2 separate regions of the Triticum aestivum genome follow, and region 2 is linked to region 1. The links are chromatin contacts, called in public Hi-C maps. All regions are on one chromosome and are shown on one strand. The core of a region is the stretch at or near the end of the contact, and the rest is flanking DNA. Distances in the headings are between cores, read along the strand shown.

What was found. A called contact is a pair of places that touch in the nucleus more often than the background predicts.
Region 2: a Hi-C map of leaf shows a contact between it and region 1, with 4 times the contacts expected there. The contact joins the promoter of LOC123044992 here to the promoter of LOC123044990 in region 1. A contact is called at or near these places in 3 of 5 Hi-C or Micro-C datasets (all in leaf).

The regions. Positions count from the first base shown.
Region 1 is chr2B:374,468,967-374,476,651 of IWGSC CS RefSeq v2.1, forward strand. It overlaps LOC123044990 (reticulon-like protein B8), which reads left to right and starts at 3,152. Exons shown (of 7, transcript XM_044467896.1): 1 at 3,152-3,170; 2 at 4,174-4,224; 3 at 4,654-4,845; 4 at 4,955-5,135; 5 at 5,259-5,400; 6 at 5,523-5,592; 7 at 5,693-6,002. The coding sequence starts at 4,665. The coding sequence ends at 5,862. It also overlaps the pseudogene LOC123044988.
Region 2 is chr2B:374,768,761-374,776,445 of IWGSC CS RefSeq v2.1, forward strand. It overlaps LOC123044992, which reads left to right and starts at 4,844. Exons shown (of 10, transcript XM_044467901.1): 1 at 4,844-5,229; 2 at 5,722-5,813; 3 at 5,915-5,952; 4 at 6,044-6,205; 5 at 6,291-6,313; 6 at 6,488-6,559; 7 at 6,656-6,823. The coding sequence starts at 5,001.

The sequences.
Region 1 (7,685 bases), core at 1,902-4,401:
ACTGCTTCGGCCTAGCTGTGGCCGAAAAGTACTATTTCGGCCTAGCTGTGGCCGAAAAGTACTACTTCGGCCAAAGAATGGCCGACGGGCTACTAGTTTTGGTTTTTTTGCATTACGTCCTATAGTTTCCGAAATTGCTACAAAAAACATGATAGTTTTGAAAAAAAATATATATGAAATCTGTAGTATGTAGTATATATGGAAAAGGTAGTATGGAGTATTAAGAAAGTAGTATGGAGTATATGGTATTTCACGAAGAATGGAGTATCTGATAGGAGTATTTCATAACGAATATAGTATGAAGCATCTCCTACAAGAAAGACTACATACTCCAAATATAGAAATAACCTGTAGATATTTACAGATAGTGAAGGATGGTATTTGTTCTGTTCTCTCCACATGACCAGGTAGAATATATTTTGAACAAAAATGCGTGCATTTGCAGTGCAGAATGAATATCTATGTACATATCCTTCACGCAGTTGCATATACTAGCCAGAAGAATTTGAACAGGCAGATTCATTGACTGGTGGTGATGCATGCATTAGCATGCACGTATACACAGACATAACTCCATAATCGGCTTGATATACACATCTGAGTATGGAGTATATAGTACATGCAAGTCCTTGACGGGCGCTGAAGCCGGAGGAGGAGTCGGTCGGCCGTGTGCAGTCGTTTTGTCGCTGTTGCCGCCGCCCACGATATTAGAAGAGTCACCCGTCAGCCGTCCGCGGTTGTTCGTCATCATGGGGCCGCCAGGTGGAATGTGCTAAGTTTATCTTCGTCGCCGTGGCCGCCGTCGGAGCAGTCACCCATGGGATGTCGTACGTAGTCGTCGTCATGCTGGGCTGGAGCAGTCAAACGGTTGGACATATGCACCTGTACATGCCATCGCCGCCGCCGCTGCGGTGGGCACTTGCATGCAACTGGGCAAAAGATACATCAACGATCAGCCTACAGAACGTATAGATTATTAGATAAGCACTACCAATGGAATTAGGAACACGAAGCAATCAGTTTGCATGATGCATCCGCAGAAATCACAAAAGCATGCGTGGATGCATACCTCCTTTTCCCATGAATTACCGTTCCTGATTGATTCAGATTTGTCTCATGAAGCTTCTGATTCCGTGAAACAAGGAGAGAGAGAGCGTGCTTAGGAGAGAGAACGAGGATATATAGCGATGTATGGGGATAACGCCCAAAAAATAGGAAGATAGCTGACGCCCAACAAATCGGAAGGTATAGGGTGGAACTTTGTTTTGCCCATACCTGTTAGGAACTGCACGGATCTAATGCAATCGGACGGCTTCTAAGATAGAGGTAACTACCACTAGATGGTAGAATCTATTTTCCCTATATATATGGACAGGGGTGCGTGGAAGCTTGCTATCCATGTGCCAGAGCCATGAGTTGGTTGCGAGATCTTATGGGTTTCACCTCTAGCCTACCCCAACTTGTTTGGGACTAAAGGCTTTGTTGTTGTTATATATATGTTGAACAGCTTCATGCTTATTTGTTTCTTGAACTACTTATTTGCATTCTGTGCTGAAACTTGATTCATCACATATACAACATGGTATCTTGTCATGACTTCGGAACTTGGTTCTGCAGATATGCGGTAACTGATATGATGAAGCTTGCAAACCGAATGCAGTTTGGAATACCAGAGGAGAGCTCATTAGTTCAGTTGGTTTTGACAGTATGGTTGGAATAACATTCTGTTACTCCCTCCGATCCATATTACTTGTCTCACTCAAATGGATGTATCTAGATGTATTTCAGTGCTAGATAGATACATCCGTTTGAGCGACAAGTAATTTGGATCGGAGGGAGTAGTTAGTTTAGCTACACTTTACTTTAATATTGACATGATCACATCTTGTTATCACAAGGTGATGGTTTGGGGGAAGGTTATGGCATGCTCGGGCAGGCCGGAAGTGGGAAGCTACGTGTCTCAGCTGCACAGAACAAATTCTCTGCTAAAGTGGACAAAAAGTATGCCTTCTTTATTCTTCCCACAGTATCTTATTTTGTTCCTTTCTGTTCCTTGCCATTTGGTGTTAAAGCATAAAGCACATCACTACTAATAGCTTGGCAATAGAGGTCTTCTGCACTTTTACTCCAAAAAACACGGTATAACTTGCAGTGTAATGTTTTCTGTTTGACTGTTTCTAAATTCAACACAAGTTTAATGTTTCCCTGCACAAACCTTACATCATTTAGGTGTTTGCACACATTTTTATGTTACGGATTATTTGCACCCTGTACCAGTTCTAGCAGCCTTGCAGGCAATCCTTATGCTACTGTAACTCTCGTAATTATCTTGAAATTGCTGTTTCTATTTCAATTCATGACCACTTTCTTGATATCACGCACTGCAATCTCTCTTTGATTCCTCATTACTTTCTAATATTAGATTCAAGGAGAAGAGTTATGGTAGGAGTGGTGCAACATCTGGACTGACATCTAGTTTGGCCTTTACACCAGTTCAGGTGAGTTTATTTTTCCCTGGTTCACTTTAATAAGATAGGTAATTAATGTTATGCATGATCTTTAGTCAATCCAGTTGTTTAACATGGGATCATGACTGATACTCTAGATTGCTATGTAATTTTTTTATCTTGTATTTGCTTAGTTATTGTTTGACTTGCTCATGTTGAGGAGTCGGAAAAGGCATTGCATCCATTGTTTTTGTCTTTTTGCTGCACCAGAAAGTCCTTTTTTGCTTATGTGAGTGAAGTCATCATGAACAATATATTTTGCTATACTGTACAAGTGTACATAAATATGCCAGCATTACATATTCTTTTTTCTTTCTTGTAAACCGGGTGCTGTATGGCTGCTGTTAGTTTGGACCATGCTTTTATACATTTAGCACCTTCTGTATAGATGGTAATCAGTAGGCTGTATGCATCTTTGGCGCCATTATACGGTTTCAGTTAGTTGGATTGTCCTATTTTGTTATTTTTAAAGAGGTTAACCACATGAAATCTCTGGCATCACTCCATCTTTCTCATATACCTTACTTTCCACTTGCAGGGAATAGAACTGTCAAACCCACAGGCACACGGGAACCTTCTTGGAAGTGGAATCCAGAGCACCTACTTCTCGGAGACCGGCACATTTTCTCGGATCCGTAGGCCTGGAGGTTAGAATCTGAAAAAGTAAGAACCTGATTTTGAGATCAGAAGCGATGATTGTTTCTTGGTCCGAGCAATTTCATCCCATTCTGCACACAATTCCCAATAACCAACTGTTGGGATGCACTTGCGCACAACCAGCTTGTAATATTCTCAGTTGTGTCGCGAGGTCTGTAATGTAAATACAGTTTCCCCGCAAAAAAGGAAAAAAAAAGTAAGCACATGTCACGCACTACAACATCACAATGTATGAAGTCAGGCAGTACATAACATTCATTTTTTTTGCGGGGTAGTACACAACATTCATTACCTATGCTTCGAGCGTGGATAATTTTTCTAGAAAACCTGCTGGAATTACCTTGTCTGAAACTGTTGCATTCGAAATGTTGGATCGTTCCACACCATTCAACCGAGTTGAGCTCCAGACAAGATGCATAGTTGTCATTGACCTTTTTGAGGAAATATTTTTTCTCGGAAGTAGAAAACCATCATGTTCTGATCTAGATAAAACAATGTAGACTGCATGGTGCTGATATTACGTGCTGTGGTGTTTGGTAACGGCATGACCACGAACCAGTAAATATCTTTCAAGTTTTCTTACTTTTGTACTACTAGATCAGCATCAATTAATATGGATCCAAAAGAGTAGTTCTTTTTCTGAGAGAACTTTGAGTACAAGACATAGTTTTTCCCTCAAAAAAGTTACATGGTTAAGGTAACTTTGTTTTTCTTATGAAAATTTCGAGGCTATTTTTAGGTAAGGAATCTCCAGGCCACTACAATACTACTGATGACGACAAACCCAATTGTTGGTTCACACTTATTGCTCTAATATGGCATTGGCCCACAGCCCAATTACGACAAGCCCACTGGCCCACCTATCCCTTTCGACAAGCTCACTGGCCCACCTATCCCTTTCTTTCAACAAACTAGTTGCTCTTAAGAATTCCTTTTCTCCTCCTGACAGTTCCCAACTTTCCCCTCTTGTCTGATTGGTACCTCTCCGACGCCTGCTTCTTGGGATCAGTTGGCCGGAAGATCAGCAGCTTTAGTTGCCTACTGATTCCTCTTTTGCTTGGTAAATTCATCTCTCACAGCTTGTGCTATTTTCCCCTTCTTTTTATGTTTGTCGACCTTGCCTTGCCTTTTCCGTGCTTAGAAAACTGGATTAGTTATTTTAGACAAAATGGAGCCTTTAACTTCTTCAAAGTTTCAGATGATTGGAGACTCAGACCATATGATATGGGCATGCCTTAGTTTGATCAGTCCAATCATCTTGCAGTCCTTTTTTAGTTTATAAACAAATTATACTTGAAGGTTCTTCACCAAGATTATTTACATATTAATTATACTAGCAAATTATTGATCTACTTGAATGATCTGATTCACTCACAGCTAGCAGTTCTGAGAAGGGCACTAAGGAGACATCGTAGTATATTCATGTTGAAAATGAATATGAAGCTTGAGTTGCTCGCGTTTTATGCTAACCAACAATTGTATTTTCAAGGGTGTGGAAGGATGGCAGAGCACTCTGAGAATGCGGCAGAGAACATGATGAGCGGCATCATGGACGCCATTGCCGACAAGCTCCCCAAGCAAAAGTCTGTCAGGTTCGACGATGAGGGCTCCATTTCCGGCCAAGCCAAGAAGCTCTTCGGCGGCCACAAGTCTGTTCACCACATCCTCGGCGGTGGAGAATGTCCGGACCTCTTATACTTTTATCTCCCTCTTATTAATTTGATTCGGTCCACACGGAGTTGCTGATGATATGTCGCTTCCTTCCTCGCGACGACAATGACTGGCCGCAGCCGCTGATGTGCTACTGTGGAGGAACAAGAAGATCTCATCGAGCGTTCTTGCTGTTGCAACAGCTGCCTGGGTCTTCTTCGAGTGGCTCGACTACCATTTCTTGACCATCGTATCATTTGTGCTTGTTCTTGGCATGGTTGTCCAGTTCGGATGGTCCAGCTTCGCAGGCATGCTCAATGGGTATACACTATGCAACAATACAAAAACTCCAACCAATTCTGCAGTTTTTGTTTTCTATATTTGCTGTCGATACCTGAACTTTGGTAGGCAGCATAATCATAAGCAAGCATTTTATGTTTTCAGGTCTCCTTCTAATGTGCCCCGTGTGGAGTTACCAGAAGAGCTGTTTGCAAACATCGGCGCAGCTGTCGGCGCCCAGGTGAACAAATTCTTGGGAAGCCTTCAGGATGTGTCCTGTGGAAGAGACCTGAAGCAGTTCCTCATGGTATGTTGCGCCTTAAGCTTAATGCCTATGAGATGAAATCCGTCCTGTCAGTTTGTCCTCTCCTATGAGCACTTCCAGACATGTAGTGTACCAGACCAGGCTTGATTTTTTTTTTCTTTCAGGTGATCGCCGGGTTCATTGTCACCGCTTTCATCGGGAGCTGGTTCAGTCTCATCACCGTCATCTACATCGGTAACAACCATGATTTCACTTGATAATATGTTGAGGAGGGATTAACACCTGGATATTTTCTTGGTTTCTGACTACCATTTACACTAGTGCTCTGTTGCAGGGTTTGTGTGTGCACACACTCTACCAGTGTTCTATGAGAGGTATCATGATCAAGTCGATGAGGTGCTGTACAACATGCTTGGCTTGATTGGGAGTCAGTACCAGAAGCTTGACAAGGGCGTCTTGAGCAAGATGCCTAAAGGGAACCTCAAGTTGAGGAAGAGCCAGTAGTAGTTGGATTCACCAACGGAACATCTATGCCTGTGATCCGGATGAACTTGTTAGAATTAATGGGTTTGACCATGTGCATTTCCAGAAATTCCAAAAGCCTATGAATAAATGGTAAGACGTGGTGCAAATCTTTAATCCCATATCGCTACCATCTTATCAAAAAGGCTTTCGCCCTGCTTTATATATAAAGCAATGATCAACAACATCCGGTACAAACGCACGCCCCCACAATACATGCACACACACCCAAGGCAGGATACATAGGCGCTGTGCGCAGCAACACCATCCCTAGCACTACAAGAGCAGTCGGGGGATACAGTTGTGAACACGTCACCGTGAAGAAGTAAAGCCGCATATGACGAACCGTGGGCTCCAAGATGGTGCCTTCAGGAAGGGGACGACTGGGGCACCGCCACCGTCTGATCCAACGATCAGAGTTTTCCCTTGAGCAACATGACCGGCAACGAGAGCCGCGACGACGCCTTCAAGAAGGGAACGAGCTTCGCCGCCGCCGGTCCGTCCAAAGAAAGAGCAGATTTTCACCCCGGCCATCACTCACCGCCACCGAATGCCACACCCCAGCTACCACGCCGCTCACACGGCCGTGGCAACCGGGCAGCACCAAGTGATACGTCTCCAACGTATCTATAATTTTTGGTTGTTCCATGCTGTTATATTATCATTCTTGGATGTTTTAGAGTCATTTTATATCATTTTTTGATACTAACCTATTGACATAGTGCCCAGTGTCAGTTGCTGTTTTCTGCATGTTTTTACATCGCAGGAAATCAATATCAAACGGAGTCCAAACGCAACAAAACTTTTTGAGGATTTTTTTGGGCCAGAAGACATCTAGTGGGCCAGAAAAGCACCTGGGGGTGCTCCGAGGAGAGCACTACCCACCAAGGCGCGCTTGGGGGCCCAGGCGCGCCCCGGTGGGTTGTGCCCACCTCGGGTGCCCCCTGAACCGCCTCTTTGCTTTATAAATACCCCAATATTCCAGAAACCCTAGAGGGGTCGGCGAAAATCAATTCCAACCGCCGCAGAGTCCAGAAACATCAGATCCAATCTAGACACCATCTCGGAGGGGTGCATCATGTCCATTGGTGCCTCTCCAATGATGCGTGAGTAGTTCTTTGTAGACCTACGGGTCCCTAGATGGCTTCCTCTCTCTCTCACACACACACTCTCTTTCTCTCTCTCTCTCCCCCTCTCTCTTGATTATCAATACAATGGTCTCTTGGAGATCCATATGATGTAGGTCTTTTTGCGTGTGTTTGTTGGGATCCGATGAACCTTGAGTTTATGATCAGATCTATGTTTTTATCCATGAAAGTTATTTGAGTCTTCTTTGATCTCTTATATTCATGATTGATTATAGCCTCGTGTTTCTTCTTCGATATTTGGGTTTTGTTTGGCCAACATGATCTATCTATCTTGTAATGGGAAGAGGTGCTTTGTGATGGGTTCGATCTTACGGTGCATGATCCCAGTGACAGAAAGGGAAACGACATGTATGCATCGTTGCTATTAAGGATAACAAGATGGGGTCTATTTCTACATAAATAGATCTTGTCTACATCATGTCATCGTTCTTATTGCATTATTCTGTTTCTCCATGAACTTAATACACTGGATGCATGCTGGATAGCGGTCGATGTGTGGAGTAATAGTAGTGGATGCAGGCAGGAGTCGGTCTACTAATCTTGGACGTGATGCCTATGTAATGATCATTGCCTGGATATCGTCATGATTATTTGAAGTCCTATCAATTGCCCAACAGTAATTGTTTTCCCATTGTTTGCTATTTTTCTCGAGAGAAG
Region 2 (7,685 bases), core at 3,594-6,093, 300 kb after region 1:
ATTTTTAGCACTACTGTACATATAACCGGATTTACTCGCTCGCCGGTCGCACACGACCTCATTTTGCCGAGCATGTGTGCCAGGAGGGCATATCCTCGATGGTTTCTGGGTCGTGTGGGAAGGACCCCCTAATCTCCCACACTCACTAGGTGACGGTTCCAAATGTCGTCGCGGAAAGGGGTTTAAAACCGTTTATATAGCACCGACACGTACCAGTGTATACATGTTCCTCAGACTATGAGATTATGCAACTCCCGAATACCGGAGGAAGACCTTGTGTGCTATCAAACATCACAACGTAATGGGGTGCTTATAAAGATGCTCTACAGGTGTCTCTGAAGGTGTTTGTTGGGTTGGCATAGATCGAGATTATGATTTGTCACTCCATGTTTCGGAGAGGTATCTCTGGGCCCTCTCGGTAATGCTCAACACTATAAGCCTTGCAAGCAATGCGACTAATGAGTTAGTTGAGAGATGAAGCATTATGAGACGAGTAAAGAGACTTTTCGGTAATGAGATTGAACTAGGTATGATGATACCGATGATCGAATCTCGGGCAAGCAACATACCAATGACAAAGGGAACAACGTATGTTGTTATGCGGTTTGACCAATAAAGATCTTCGTAGAATATGTATGAGTCAATATGAGCATCCAGGTTTCGCTATTGGTTATTGACCAGAGATGTGTCTCGGTCATGTCACATAGTTCTCGAACCCGTAGGGTCCGCACGCTTAACGTTCGATGACGATTTGTATTATGAGTTATGTGTTTTGATGACCGAAGTTTGTTCAGAGTCCCAGATGAGATCACGTACATGACGAGTAGTCTCAAAATGGCCGAGACATGAAGATTGATATATTGGACTATGTTATTCGGACACCGGAAGTGTTCTGAGTGGTTTCGGGTAAAAACGGACAAGGGAAGGGGGCGCCCCCTTTCCTACTCCCTCTCCCTCTCCTTCCTTCCCCCTCTCTTCCTTGTAGAGGAATCCTACTAGGACTAGTAGGACTCCCTCTCCTTGGGCACGCCCCTAGGGCCGGCTGGCCTCCCCCTCCCTCCTTTATATACGGGGGCAGGGGGCACCCTAGAACAGACGAAGTCTTCTCTTAGCCGTGTGCGGTGCCCCCTCCACAGTTACACACATCGATCATATCGCCGTAGTGCTTAGGAGAAGCCCTGCGCCGGTAGCATCATCATCACCGTTGCCACGCCGCCGTGCTAACGGAACTCATCCTCGTCCTCAACTGGATCAAGAGCACTAGGGACGTCATCGAGCTGAACATGTGCTGAATGTGGAGGTGCCGTACGTTCGGTACTTGGATCGGTTGGATCGCAAAGAAGTTTGGCTACATCAACCGCATTACTAAAACGCTTCCGCTTTCTGTCTACGAGGATACGTGGACACACTCTCCCCTCTCGTTTCTATGCATCTCCTAGATAGATCTTGCGTAGTCGTAGGATTTTTTTTGAAATTATCGTGTTCCCCAACATTGGACCGTCGACAACGATGAGTCATGCAAGTTCTAGGAGGACCACTGGTTGGACGGGAAAAGCATGTCCTAGATCGCGCCCTTAATCTACCGCAAAGTGCCCAAACACCGGTGCAAGACACACTCGGTGCGTGATGGGCTGCTCGACCGGACGTGGATCACCGACATCCAAGGCGCCATGGGTGCGGCCATGGTCATGCAGTACGCCTCACTCGGCGACATCTACGACATCTGACCCTGACCGACGAGCAAGACCGGTTGTCCTGGCAATGGACTAGCACCGGAACCTACTCTGCTCGCTCCTGCTATCAAGCCCTATTCAATGGCTCCACCACATACCCGCATTGGCGCATCACCTGGAGATCCTAGGCACCACTACCCATCAAGTTCTTCATCTGGCTCGCTCTGCTGGGCAGGTGCTGGACTGCGGACCGCCTTGCGCGTCACGGTCTCCCCCATGATCCACGCTGCCTACTCTGCAACCAAGAGCCAGAATCGATGCAGCACCTCCTCACGGGCTATTCTTTCTCCCGCCAAGTTTGACATGAGGTACTCTCCTGGTGCCGTTGCATTACCACGATCCCTGCCCAGGACGAGGATTTCATCACCTGGATCTCCTCGGCCATCTCCAGCACCACGACCTGCCTCCGCCGCAGCCTCGCCTCCATCGCCATCTTCACCGCCTGCACTTATGGAAACATCATAACAGTTGCCTCTTTGATGGCGACTAGCCCATCGTGGGTCGCGCAGTGCACATGATCCAAGAGGAGGCGCGCCTTTGGGCACATGCCGGCGCTAAGGGCCTGGCCCTACTCATACCCGAGACGTAGACAGAGGCTTTGCTGGGAGGCACACCCGGCTGCCCTGTGTGTCACGACTAATGATGCTTGCCATCCTTGTGTACGAGCTAGTTAGCAGCCTTGCTTCTGACCTGTAACGCTATCTTGTACTGCTACCCTATCTATCAATGCAAAGATACGCACAGCTTTTGCATATTCGCGAAAAAAAATCTCAATTGATCGGGCGGCCAACGCTTGCCCGGACGGAAAACAACACCGTTTAAAACCGGACCAAACATCCAAACTGACCGGCAGTCCATATTTGGTCCATATCTAAGGCAGATATGAATAGGCCTGGACACCGCCGCTACAACAGACTGGCCCACCCTGCCCCCACTATGACCGCAAAACCCCCATACTTGTATTTCCTTAATCCCCTAAAAAACTTGCATTTCCTTAAACATCATCAGTGATCAATAAAGTGTTGGCAAATCTTAAAAAAAATACTCAGACAAACCCTAGTCACTCGCAGTCCCCACGCTCTCTCCGCTCCCATCATGTCTTCTCCACTTCTCTCCGAATCTTTCCGCCTCCTCTGCCATGGCCAAGTCCGGCCATGAATCCGGCAGCGACACATCGGACGATGAGGAGCTCTCGCTCCGCATCGCCATCCAAAACTCGCGGCCGGACACCGGTGTGAGCTGAAGCTCCGCCGCCAGCTCCTCCGAGTCCCGATATAAAAACACAAGCAGTGAACAACGGGCTTCAAGTCCAACAAAAATAGCCAACTAACCCAAAATAGGGGCAAGTCAAAAATTCAGCGTGAAAGTTGTGAAACAACACAAGAAAAAAGAAAGACATCACAAATCTTGACAAAACAATCAACAGTCAGAAAAGCGACTTACCCAAATTTCAAAAACAGACGACTTAGAGCATCTACAACCGGGTGCCCTATATCCGTCTCATACGTCCGGGCAGGCTGTCCGGTCACTGACCGGTCACAAAATACCGACCCATCCGAAGCTCTCAAACGGGCCTCAAACGCCCGGGCTGACCGGCACCCCTCATATCCGCCCCTAATGTAGGGCGGATATGAGGCGGTCTGGGCACGCACGGGCGCGCCCGCCACATAAGCCCGACCCACTGTTGGCCCACCCCGACCCCACAAAACCCTTGTCCAGCAGAAATCCTAAGTCACTCTGCTCCTCTTCCCTTCCTGACGTCCCATTTTCCCCCAATTTGCCAAATCTCCAGCGCTCGCAAGCATGTCCAGCACTGGCAGCTACTCCGACGGTAGCTCCGGAGATGAGGAGGAGCTGGCGCTTCATATCACGCTAGAGTGCTCGCAGGTCGATACAGGCGGCAGCTCCAGGTCCGGTGCGACGCCCCCTATCGCCCGTCGCGCCAGCGCCGATGCCGGCGCCGGCCCTTTCCCGCCCCATGCGTGGATCTGCGAGGCCTGCCAGATCTGCTCCTCCCGCCCAACGGCCTCCTCCACCCCCGACCACTGCTCTGCGCGGGTAGCGCTAGGTTCTAGTGTCCGCTCAGTCGACGCCGCGGATGCGGACTCCAGAGTCGGCGGCACGAGCTGCACGCCGCGAGAGGCAGAGGGCTAGGGAGATGGCGGGCAGGTCCGACGGGTCTGCGCAGTCCGCCCGCCGCCGCCGGGTGCCCGACAAGGAGGACCATGTCTTCGAGTGGGCGTGCCGCCAATCACTGACTGAGGCGGAGACGATGGCCCGACGGCTCCGAAGGCTCAACGCCGAGCAGCTCCGGCTCGGCGTTGAGCAATCCAAGCGGGAGGTGGCGGAGGCAGCGAGGGAGGCAGCGAGGGTGGCCAAGCTCAAACGCCAGCAAGACCACGTCGTTCGGCGCTTGCAAGGCTTCACCGTCATCCACGATTCCTCCTCCGACGGGTCCGACGGCTCTGAGGCGGACCCACCTCCTGCCGCGGACTCCTACAGCTGCGCCGGCGACCGGAAGGGCAAAGGGTCGGCGAGGAAGTGGTGAAGATCCGTTTTTGTTCAAGTCTTTAGTTGTAGGTTGAACTTGTCCGCCGTATTATGTGTATTATGTGAACTTTGGCTATCTGATCTTTTGATGAACTGATTATGCATTTGTATGTCCGCTCATAATCTACGTAGTTTTTATCAACTTTGCATGGTTTAGTATGAAAATAGGGGACGGAATATGAGATACATGGGTGTGAAAACGTGGATATAGGGGGTGCCCAGTCAGTGCCCGCGGACGCGCCGGACGCATCGGCGGGCGTTTGAGGGGTTGGATTTGCTGAGTCCGGCTGTAGATGCTCTTACATACAACAACTAAAGTGTTCTTTTTAGAAAAAGTTACATGACAATTTTTTCGCAAAAATTGGTGGTCGATAAAGTTACATGTAAGCATTTTTTATGTATATATCAGCTAATTTATTAAAATAATGTTTTTGGCTTGCCCATTTCCAAAATTGAGACACCTTGTATTTTGAGTGGAGTGGCCCGCACCGAATCACTTCCGTTCGGAAGGCCCTGAAGAAGAGAAGAAACTAGAGCGCGTCCGGCTGAGCCCCACGTGCGCGCGCGCGGTCACCTGCGCCTCCACGTGACCCGCCCCCCTCTTGCCGTGGCCAAACAAAACGCGCGCGCTTCGCTGCCACTCGCCTCGCCAAGAACACCACCGCGCGGCGCCCACTTACCACGGCACGAGAATTCCTGCCCCCGTTTCCGTCCGCGATGGCCCTGCAGGTCGCCGGCGGCGCGGGATGTTGTGGCTGCCTCCCGCTCCTCGGCCAGCGGCGAACAGCAGCGTTTCGCCCGCCCCGCGCGGTGGCGTCCGAGGGCGCGGCGGTGGAGGACGGCAGCAAGGTGATGCTGGGCGGGTCCGGCGTGGCGGTGACCAAGCTTGGCATAGGGGCCTGGTCCTGGGGCGACACCACCTACTGGAACGACTTCGAGTGGGACGGTACGTTCGGCCGCGCGCAGTCCAGATAACCTTCTTCTAAATTGAACCCATCGCTCTTCTTGATCCACCTGCACCTGCGTTCATCAATTAGTTATCTCTTTCTGGTGAACTGATTTGTGCAGTTCTTAAAAATGAGGATTATATACTCAGCACGCTGGTTGTGTTATTCACCTGTTGCATCATTGCATTGTTGTTGGCGTTTCTTGGATGAAATTATGGTCATGCTTGCCATGCACCTGAGGTGCTTGTTGCATTGCCTGTCAAAACTTTGTGCCACAGCACATGTCACGTGTATTCTCTCTAAATTTTTAGCCCCAGAAAACCTTTGACCATGAACAGTAACCAGCAAACTGCAAAAATACCAAAACAAATGTGTTTTAAGTCTGTAATATTGAGTTCATTTCGCATTTGCTCTTGAGTTTTATGCTGGCACACTGATATCTGATTGCTGCTACATGTCTAACATGAACGAGCATTTTCTGAATTTTCCAGATAGGAAACTCAAGGATGCCAAAGGAGCATTCGATGCGAGCGTTGATAGTGGAATAACCTTTTTTGACACTGCGGAAGTATATGGTGCAGGGGTAGGGATCAAGATAGTTCATGATTAGTTCTTGCTTTATTGCACATTCTCTAGATCATTTCAGGCCAACCCTCACAACCTCCTAATTTTGATGACATTTAGGTATCGGGAGCGATAAATTCAGAAAGTCTACTAGGAAGGTATATAATGCATCATTATACACCATGCCCGTATATTTTGATAATGAAGTCTTCACATCGTCCGATGCAAATTCTCCTTAATTCCCATCAGATTTATCAAGGAAAGGAAAGAAAAAGAAGGGGTCGAGGTGGCCATTGCAACAAAATTTGCCGCTCTTCCATGGAGGTTTGGCAAGGGAAGTGTAATTTCTGCACTAAAGGGCTCACTTTCCCGCCTTGGTGTCTCCTCGGTTGAGTCATACCAACTTCATTGGTTAGTAGTTCATCAATATATTGCTTTAATGTTATTTGTAACTCTTTTTAGCTTGCTGAAACTGTTCTTTTCAAATCCTTTTCAGGCCAGGGATATGGGGCAACGAAGGTATCCGAACTTATATAAATGATGAATATTATTTTTTTAGCGAACTTTAATATCTTATTTTTAGCCCACTGCGCAAGCGGGAACTACATGCACCGGGCTGCCTTTTTTTTAATATCTTATTTTAGGCCCACTGTGGTGCAGTAAACTAACTGTTTTATTTCTTTTGTAATCCAGGTTACCTCGACGGCCTTGCTGATGCTTATGAACAAGGTCTTGTAAAATCCGTTGGAGTCTCAAACTACAGTGGTTTGTAAAAGCTGACTTCATTTCTCATTTGATGGAGCATGTTATGCCAGCTGCTTGTTTTATGGTAAAATTAAGCTGAATCACATTCATTACCAGAGAAACGTCTGCGAGATGCTCACGAGCGCCTCAAGAAGAGGGGGGTTCCACTTGCTTCAAACCAAGTAAATTACAGTCTGATTTACAGGAACCCTGAGGAAAATGGGGTGAAGGCAGCTTGTGATGAGCTTGGGATTACTTTGATTGCATATTCCCCAATAGCCCAAGGTATAGTTATGCTTTTCATTTTTCCTTCACCTTTGCTCGCGTCCGTGGCGTGGTGACGAGGCTGCGCCGGCCGGCGCGGCGCGCGCGCAGGGGCTCTCGGTGGCTTGGTCGATGCAGAGGTGTGTGTGCGTGGCGCTAGCTTGTGGGGGTCCGAGGCGAGTCCTGTGCGGCGGATCTGGCGGCTCCGGTGACGGGTATGGGCGCCGCTGATGCGTGGAGGTCGGGGCACTGCAGAGGTGCGGTTGCGCGCAAGCGAGTTGAGGCCTGCAGCGAGGTGCGTCGGCGGGCAGCAAGGGGCGGCTGGAGGTGGAGGTTCTGGCGCGGGAGGCATGTTTGTCGGATCTGGCGCCCCGGCGCAGTTCTAGGGGTGCTGAGGTCCGAGGCGTGGGAGGCAAGCGCATGGCGGTGTGCCCGGCGAATCGGTCGTCTTCGAAGCAGGGGGCTGCGGATGCAGAGGATCTGATGTCTCCGGTTTCCGTGGGGTTTCCGGCGTGCACGAGGATCTGCGTGTCGGTGTGCCTGGTCCAGGGCTGCGGCTGGGATCCGCGGTGGTTCTCGGCCTCGGGCGGCGCTCGTTCCTTGCTGGCATGGTGCTGTGCAGGGCGCGGAGGCTCGTGCTGCGTCTGGTGGCACTGGTTCTGGCCGGCGGCTCCCTGTTTGTCTCCGCGAGGTGCGGTTGGCTACGGTGGCTGCTCGGTTCTTCTTCGTCAACTTGCTTGTTCGTGGGAGGTTGTGGCTGGTGGTCTTGTCGGTGCTGGATTGACGTGTTGGTGCTAGTAGCTTGGGTGAAAACCCTGTCTCCGGCCATGGGCATTTGACCGGCGATGGCGGCGGCCTTAGACGCCGTAGACCTTCTTGGAGG